Regions from separate parts of the Rattus norvegicus genome. Here region 2 is linked to region 1. Evidence: chromatin contacts called from public Hi-C data. All regions are on one chromosome and are shown on one strand. The core of a region is the stretch at or near the end of the contact, and the rest is flanking DNA. Distances in the headings are between cores, read along the strand shown.

Region 1 (4,191 bases), core at 102-2,601:
ATATATGAGTGTGTGTATGTCCGTGTATGTATGTGCATCTGTGTGTCTGTGTATGTATGTGTATCTGTATATATGTGTGTGTCCATGTGTCTGTGTATGTCCTTGTGTATGTGTATATATGTGTGTCCGTGTGTATGTGTATATATGTGTGTCTGTGTGTATGTGTATATATGTGTGTGTGAGTGTGGGTGTGTTTGTATGTGTATTTGTGTATATGAGTATATGTGTGTGTATGTGTGTCTGTGTATCTGTATGTGTGTCTGTGTATCTTTGTGTGTGTCTCTGTGTGTCTGTATCTGTGTATGTCTCTGGGTGTGTCTCTGTGTGTCTTTGTGCACATGTGTGTCTGTATGTATGTATATGTGTGTCTGTGTGTGTCTGTGTGTGTATCCGTGTGTGTCTGTGTGTGTATCTCTGTGTACATGTGTGTGTGTGTGTGTGTGTGTGTGTGTGTACATCAGGATAATTAATGGCTAGAAATATATGGTAATAGAAGCTGAGGTAGGGCCTATCATATTCAAGGCCCTGGGTTCAAACACAGAAAGGAGAAGGGGAAATAAAAGGAAGCGGGGGGAAAAGGAAGAAAAAAATATTGGATTATTTTTTAGAAATAACCTCCCATTTATGAGAAAGTGAATTTTTGGCAGAATGGTGCTTCTCACCCTGACTACATACACATTTGAAGGGGCAGCGCTGGGGAAACCCAAAATACTGCAGGGGAGAAGACTGTTAAAACACCATGATTGCCTGCTCCTTGGGAATACTGACCCCTTCCCCTCTCCATCCCCCCAATCCCAGAAGAAAAAATAATTAGAGGAAGCCAAATGCATGCACGGGTCCCAGGTGCCCCAGGTGGACGCAGAAGCCTGTGGAGCTATGTCAGGGAGAGCTGAAACCTGACCGGGGCATGAGCCGCAGCTGCCTTTGCTCCTCGTGGCAGCATCTTTGAGGGGCCCCAGGAAGGCAGCAGAGGTCTAAGGCCTTTAGTTCCTGAGCCAGCTCTGAGGTCAGAGCCTGTTCTAGCTGCTTCAGTGTTGTGTTTTAATAAGCAGAAGGGAGGGCTGCTTATCTCTGCCTGATAGATGCATATTTCAGCATGACAGGAAAGAGGGCCTAACTCATAAACAGACCTGGCCTGCTGGGAGCTTCTCGTATTGGTGGGGGTGGGGATTGCTAAGGGGACATTTGTGCAGCAGCTCCTGCCTCTCTCCCCTACCTAGAGTCTGTTTTCTGGAGGCCAGCTTCATTGAAGGGACCAAGGGTAGTGCCTCTCACACAGTTAAATGCAAACCACTTGTGACCTGAGCTTTACCCTCTCCAGAGCATTGCACACTTGGCACAAATCACGGGCCAAGCTGTAACGCATCGGGTGTGTAATGACAAGCGGGGCATCTGACGTTTTAGGAGATGCTCGCACTGAACCCAGCAGAGAGCTTCAGATGCAAAAAGGTGGTTTGCTGGCAACCAGTGCAGGCCCCATGTGCAGATAGATGACTTAAGCTCCTCGCCCTTGGAGCTTGGGGGTTTCCCTTGGCAGCCCCCTCTCCCTCCTCCCCCTCCCCCTCAGCTTCTTCCCCCTCAGACCCCTCCCCCTCAGACCCCTCCCCCTTAGGTCCCTCCTCAGCCCCTCAGACCCCTCCCCCTTAGCTCCCTCCCCCTCAGTCCCCTCCCCCTTAGCTCCCTCCCCCTCAGTTCCCTCCTCCTGAACCCCCTCCCCCTCCCAGGGCATGCTCTCAAAGCCATTAGCCCAGTGTTAAACAAGGCATTCAAGCAAAAGGAACGGGTGGCTCAGTGGTATTCGGCTCATGCCTAGAGTGTGCAAATATTAGGTTCCAAAAATGGGTAGGCCAATAAAAAATTATAGACTTACTTACAAGCATTATTATATTGATTTGTGATTAATTTTAGAACTTGGTCCTGTGATTCTTGGTCATGAACTTGTTAGCTGGTTAGGCAGTTTCATGGTGTTAGAAGATTCGCCCCTAGTTAGTAGATACTGGTGATGTTTTGAGAGTGGTAGGCTCTGGAATCCAGAACATTTGTCATGAGCCACCAGAGATCCTTGCCACAACTGGCCATACAGGATACACTCTTATTGGCTTATAAAAACTGTAACAAAACAAACAAACAAACAAAAAAACCCGAAAACAACAAAAACTCTTAAAGCACAAGGCCCTCCAGTCAACCTGGACTAGCTGCTTCTGCCTGTAATTGAGAAAAACACTGGGTAAAAAGTCAAAGTAAAGGTGTGGGTGGGGGGTACACATACTTCTCAGATCCCACAATATGACGTTGTTTTTTAACTGCAGGGGAGACAGCACGAAGGCAGCAAGTCCCTACCTCGCCGCCAGCCTCGGAGAACAGCAGCGCGGCCCACAGCATCGGCAGCACTCAGAGTACCCCCTGCTCTAGCAGCAGCACAGCCTAGGTGGACAGACAGACGCCCGCCCACCGCAGCCAGGGCAGGGCCCGATGCCAGTGCTGCGTGTCCACAGTCGGAAGTCTTGATCTGGGCTCCCTGTAAAGAAAGAGTGAATTTCAGTATACAGACAGCCAGTTCTACCCACCCCTTACCACGGCCCACATAAATGTGACCCTGGGCATCTGTCACACGAAAGCTAAGCTGGTGGCCTTCCCCACCAGCCCCTCGCAGGATGGGGGTTTCAATGTGAAACATATGCCAGTTTTGTTTTGTTTTTTTAATGCTGCTTTGTCCAGGTGTCCAAACATCCATCATTTGGGGTGGTCTGTTTTACAGAGTAAAGGAGGCGGTGAAGGGACGTCAGCTAGTGTGTAGAGCCAAGGGGAGACAGCTAGGATTCTCGCCTAGCTGAACCAAGGTGTAAAATAGAAGACACGCTCCATATCCAGTCTCGCCCTGGATGCCCCCTTCTGACCTGCCACACCCTACATGGTCCCCTGTGTAGCTTGCTAGCCTTTGTGGGGAGGGGCTGTCACTTACCACCGCAACATTCCTCTCTTGGGCCAATGAACGCTAATTCCTGGTCCTCCATGCACGCACACCAACTCCAAAAGTGCCTTAGTCAAGAGCATTTCTCCTTTCAGGCACACAGAAACTGAAAACGGTCGAGAGAGTGGGATATCGGATTTGTGCCTGTCTCCGGCATTCCGTCCTAACAATATTTAAATATCAGGCTGGTAGGGTTCGGTGGTCAGCGAGGGGATTAGCAGGGTGATGCCTGTGTGTGGCCATATGGGCACAAATGCAGAACACATTGTGGGGACGATCACTTCCCCCTTAAATATGGTCTATCCTTCCAGAGTTGGAACTTAAGTTATATGTGGTAGGCTATATTGACTCCAAATTCATCAGCCTCTCTGATGGGCCTGTATAAAAACCTGGAGAGGCCCAGGCCATCTGATGATGTCACCTGTCCTGCCCCGAGGATGCAGAGACTGGGAGAAGGACGCTGACTTTAAAAAGGGTTTCAGGTGAACTTCTTCAGCAGAATAAGGCGATGCCACTCTGACAGTTACTGAGTTCAGTGACACCTCTGTGTTAGAACCCCAGAGGGGATTCTCCATGCCAGATCCACTGCAAATTAAATACTAATATTGCTTTTCCAGAATCCCCACCCCAACCCCCCCCCAACCCGCAAACAAGATCCCATAAGTAGAACAAGATAGATCCTAGCCTGAATAACCGTGAGCAAAACCTCACTGCCTTTACGGTCAGGCAGTTGTGCCCTGGGCCTCCGTGAATGAAAACTTAAGTTGGAAGCGTTACTGGTAGAAACAGCTATGAAGGGTGGTGGACAATCTCTCAGTCACCAAACCCTTGTCTAACTGACTGCATAGTGGCTCAGCTTTCATTCAATTGGGAAAATTTGAACCAAGGCAGATTCCTTCAGGGCTGAGAGCCTCAGACTGATGCATAAATACATTGAAAATACTTCAGATTTTCCACATGAATACAAGATGGTTTGAGACTAGAGAAATACTTCTCTTTAGTTCCTTGGTTTTTAACATGAAGGTGTCATTGTGGAGGACCTGGATTATGTATGCTACCTGTGTTTAAAAATAATGCGCTTTGCCTAACCTTCAGCAGAATGTAACTGTTAAGTATATTCTATGTATAAAAAAAAGTTTAAAGATGTCTTCAAAGAAGACTAGAGTCTTTAAATCACTTATAGCTATATTTTACTACAAAATTCTGTATAAAGATATATT
Region 2 (4,032 bases), core at 406-2,905, 130 kb after region 1:
TCCTTGGTGGTCTTTTTGGGGTTCATGAGCGTCTCCTGGCACAACACTACTATTTAGAAATAAAGATGGAATGATACATTCAACATGAGTGAACTTCACGTCACGTATTTGATCGTATTGATTCTTGCCATCTCTGAACATGCAGAAGTAAGAGGAAACACCCAGGAGAGCAAGGGCAGCAGCAGAGACTGACATAGGGTAAGGGAAGCGTTGGGGTGGTACGTGTCCTAAACTTGGATATTACTATTGTGCTGGCTGTACCACTGTAGACCTTTACTTAAACATCAACCACACAGCCTTATAATGGGTGAACGTGATACATAAATTATACTTAACGCATAGAGCAGAAAAATCCTAGAGGCTTTTGGGGGACATGCGTGTGTGCGTGTGTGTGCGTGCATGCGTGTGTGCGTGTGTGTGCGTGCGTGTGTGTGTGTGCGTGCGTGTGTGTGTGTGTGTGTGTGCGCGCGTGCGTGCGTGCCTGCTCATAGGAGAGAAAACACTCATGGGAGCTAGGTGTGAACCTGAGTGCATTGGGAAACATAGGTTTTCTGGGTCTGTGTATAGCTCTACCATATGCTAACCAGATGAGTTCCGTGACTTCTCAAACCTGTTTTGCACTTCGTGTAACCCTCGAGTAGTGAGCTTTGATGGCAGTGCAGGGCTAACCCCAGACCAAACACCACAGAAGACACTCGCTGGGGGGGGGGGGGGGATTCTGAACTGATAAGTTCTACAAAAACTCGAGGCATTGCCCTAAACGTAGACTCGTGGGCTCTCTGGAGGGTATTGTAGCAGAATTCTGAGACACTCTCTCACTGTCCGTAGGGGCCTTATTCATGAGGGACACACACACACACACACACACACACACACACACACACACACGCAGTCACAGACCATGTTTTCCAGTATTGATGTTGCCAGGATGGCTTCATGTGAGTGTACCACAGTTTCCCTCTCCGAGTCCCCAAGGTTGACCCCTCCTCCACGGTGGGTAGTCAAAAGAAGTCAGAAATGTCCTGTGTAATGTGATAATGACACAAACGGGGGTGGGGGGTGGGGGTCACGCTGGTCTAGCTGAGCACTATGTCTATGGGCTGGAATACAAGAGGAGTAGTCTAGCGGGAGGCCATGGAAAATTTCACAGCCCCAACCTGGCATTTAGGAGCTGAGCTGGAAAGTTGGGAACACAGGATGTTACTGAAAATGGGCAAGGCTGCTGCTACCTGAGGCCTTGGCAGGCTTCACCCCCTGCCAGTCACAGGAGGATGTTGGGTCATCAGGAAATAGGGATTTGAAATAATCCCACAGGAAGGTGTGAACAACAGAAGTAACTGGGGGCAGGGGAGCCCAGCAGGCTCTCAAAGATGGCATTGTGATAGATTCCCCCACCAATCCCCAACTCCAGTAACACATCCTGCGGGGGTGGGGGTGCTTTGAGGAGGGCAACTCTCTCCTGGCTCCGGATACTGGCAGCCAGCCTCCCGTGTAACTGCTTTAGTGGACACTTGCTATTTATTTTGGATTCCCGGTACACACTTTTACTTTTTTCTTGTAAACTCACTTGGATTGTTTTGGGAGGAATTTCCTCCTCCCAGTACAGTCTCCGTCAACACAGGCATACTGCCCTCCTCTGGTCGGTTACGGTCTCTCTTGGAACACCAAATAAGGATGAGTCATGGCCACACGGGAGAAAAGCTCGCTGAAGCCCTGACTCCAAGGCCTTCATCCAACCTAATTTCTAACGCTGGAACCCCAACCCTCCTCCAGCTTCCTAGCTGTTTTTCTCATCTGTGACCCCCTGACCCTAGTCTATTAAGCTGTTTAGCTAAAGAGGGCTGCGCTCGGTCTATTCTGAAGACACGGAATGGAAGGCAGTATGTTTGCTCGGTGCCATTTTCATGGATGTGCAAGGGGAAAGCGTCTGCCTCTAGCCATCCACCTTTGAGCTTTCTGGCTATGTGAATGAATCCAGGTGAGTCTGAAGCCTTCCAGGTGTCAATTTCCGATGTAAAATAGGAATGTGGTTGCTTTTCAGCGCAGTCATGATTATGCGTATTTCTGCCTCACTGGCCTGGAAACCTGTGAAGAACCAAAGGAGAGACACGAACACGATGGACCTATCCTTCACGGGTAATGCGTTCTCAGCACTGAAGAGAGACACTGGAAACATGTTTGGTAGTGTTACCAGAGAAGCTCCTGTCACTGAGAGAGTTAATAATAGTCCCCGAAGAATCTGGGAGGGGGATCTGGTGACCTTTCCCTCTACCTTCAGGATGTGTCTTTCTCGTCAACCACTCTGCATGTTGTAAGCATGCTCTCTTCATCGCCAACCTCTTGCGCCCACATGTTTGAACCTGTGAATTAGGACACGCCACAAACTTTCTGATCTCATGCAGCGCCTGCCTGTTGAATGTGAGACCTAGATTCAAACCCATTCCTTCTCACAGCTGGGCCAGTTGGTGGGGACGGTGGTCCTTAACCTGAGCATAAGGAAAGGCCACGGTTCACAGGCCCGGGAAAGGCACAGGGAGGCACTAACATCTTTAGAATTGACTGCTTCTCAAGCTAACAAGGTCGACATTGATAAAGCTGTAGTTAGAATCCAACCAGAGTAGAGGGTACTGACTAGCACTCTGCTGAGAGCATTGGCTGTGAGTCTGTCTGTGCCAGGACCTCTCATCTGGGGAAGTGAGTCTACATTCAAGGGAGTATTGAAGGCTATATACACATCGTTCTCCTCAACTCCTCCCCTGCCTCCAACTGAGAGCAGAGAGTCTGGTTGAAGCTGTGTGCTGCGAATCACCCCCCCCCCCCTTTGTCAGAGAGCTGTAGGAAGGTACAGCCAACTGGCCAACTCAGTCACATAGTCTCGAACTCCCCTCAGATCTGCCATCATGTTCATAGTCCTAATAACAAATGCACCCCTGACAATCTGCTCAATGTCCCCATAAGCCCTCCAGCCAATAACTTTCAAAAAGAAGAGGTGCGACCTCAATCTACTAGGTCAACAGTTCTCAACCTGTGGGTCTCAACGCCTTTGAGGGGGTCGAACGACCTTTCACAGGGTTCACATAGCAGATATCTTGCGTATCATATATTTACATTATGGTTCATAACAATGGCAAAATTAGTAGCAATGAGAATTAATTTACAGCTGGGGCCACCACATGAGGAGCTGCGTTAAAGGGTCGCAGTGTCGGGAAGGTTAAGAACTGCTGCCCTGGGTATTTCTCTAGCATCAGGTCTCAGAAGTGAGGAACCAAGAGTCAGCTCTCCAGGAAAAGCAGTCTTGGTTGACTTGCCATAATCCTGGCACACTGGAGTCCGTTCGACGTTCAGTTCCTGATGCATAGTCTTGGGACACGTTTAGACTTCTCCTCGAAAGTAGAGATTCCAGACTGTTCCTCTATCATGTTATCAAATCCTAGGGAATGCACCCCTGGTAAACATGCAAAACCACAAGAACCAGAGGAGAGCGAGGCTTTGTATTGATTATTGGGGACAGACAAAAGGACAGCAAGTGGCAGGTACTCTAGGATTCTGACAGAGTGGGAACACTGACACATGTTGTCACACAATATAATTTATAACAGATAATTTGTCACACAAAAGACCACAGTAAACAAATTTGTCTATGGAGTGGGTCCAATCGACATCTCTGAAAAGAAGTTCCTCTTTCCTCCCCACAGATCTCCAAAGCTGGAGGTGCCTTGTCCCCCAGACTCTTGTATGAATCAACAGCAAGAGAATCTTCTAGTCACAAGGGCTTGAAACATGACAGTTCGTTTCTGTTTCCCTCTTCCCCTGATGTCCACATCTGGTGCCTCTCGGGGTCCTTAAATTCTCTCTCCTCCACCTCATCCAGAAACAACAGTGTTGCCTTCCTGATAAATGGGAAAACTTGTATCATTTTCCTGGTTAGGGTTCCTGGGATGTCGCAGAACACCATCCGTGGAGCTGAAACCCAAACTCCTTGGCTAGCACCTGACATCTTTTGAGTTAGACTCAACTCCCATTTCCTTGCTC

What was found. Hi-C and Micro-C count contacts between places; a contact is called where the count stands out from the background.
Region 2: a contact with region 1 is called in a Hi-C map of Schwann cells, with 3 times the contacts expected there. The contact joins two enhancer-like sites. A contact is called at or near these places in 2 of 12 Hi-C or Micro-C datasets (the A7r5 cell line and Schwann cells).

The regions. Positions count from the first base shown.
Region 1 is chr14:2,804,765-2,808,955 of GRCr8, forward strand. It overlaps Tgfbr3 (transforming growth factor beta receptor 3), which reads left to right. Exons shown (of 17, transcript NM_017256.1): 17 at 2,310-3,463. The coding sequence ends at 2,428. Among named protein-coding and RNA genes, the nearest start is that of Cdc7, 160 kb to the right of the region's middle. Within about 2 kb of position 1,352, at least 3 of the 93 cell types and tissues checked have an H3K27ac peak or open chromatin away from gene starts, as enhancers often do. A contact at or near this core is called in Schwann cells, where this site is marked.
Region 2 is chr14:2,933,101-2,937,132 of GRCr8, forward strand. No RefSeq gene overlaps it. Among named protein-coding and RNA genes, the nearest start is that of Cdc7, 35 kb to the right of the region's middle. Within about 2 kb of position 1,656, at least 9 of the 93 cell types and tissues checked have an H3K27ac peak or open chromatin away from gene starts, as enhancers often do. A contact at or near this core is called in Schwann cells, where this site is marked.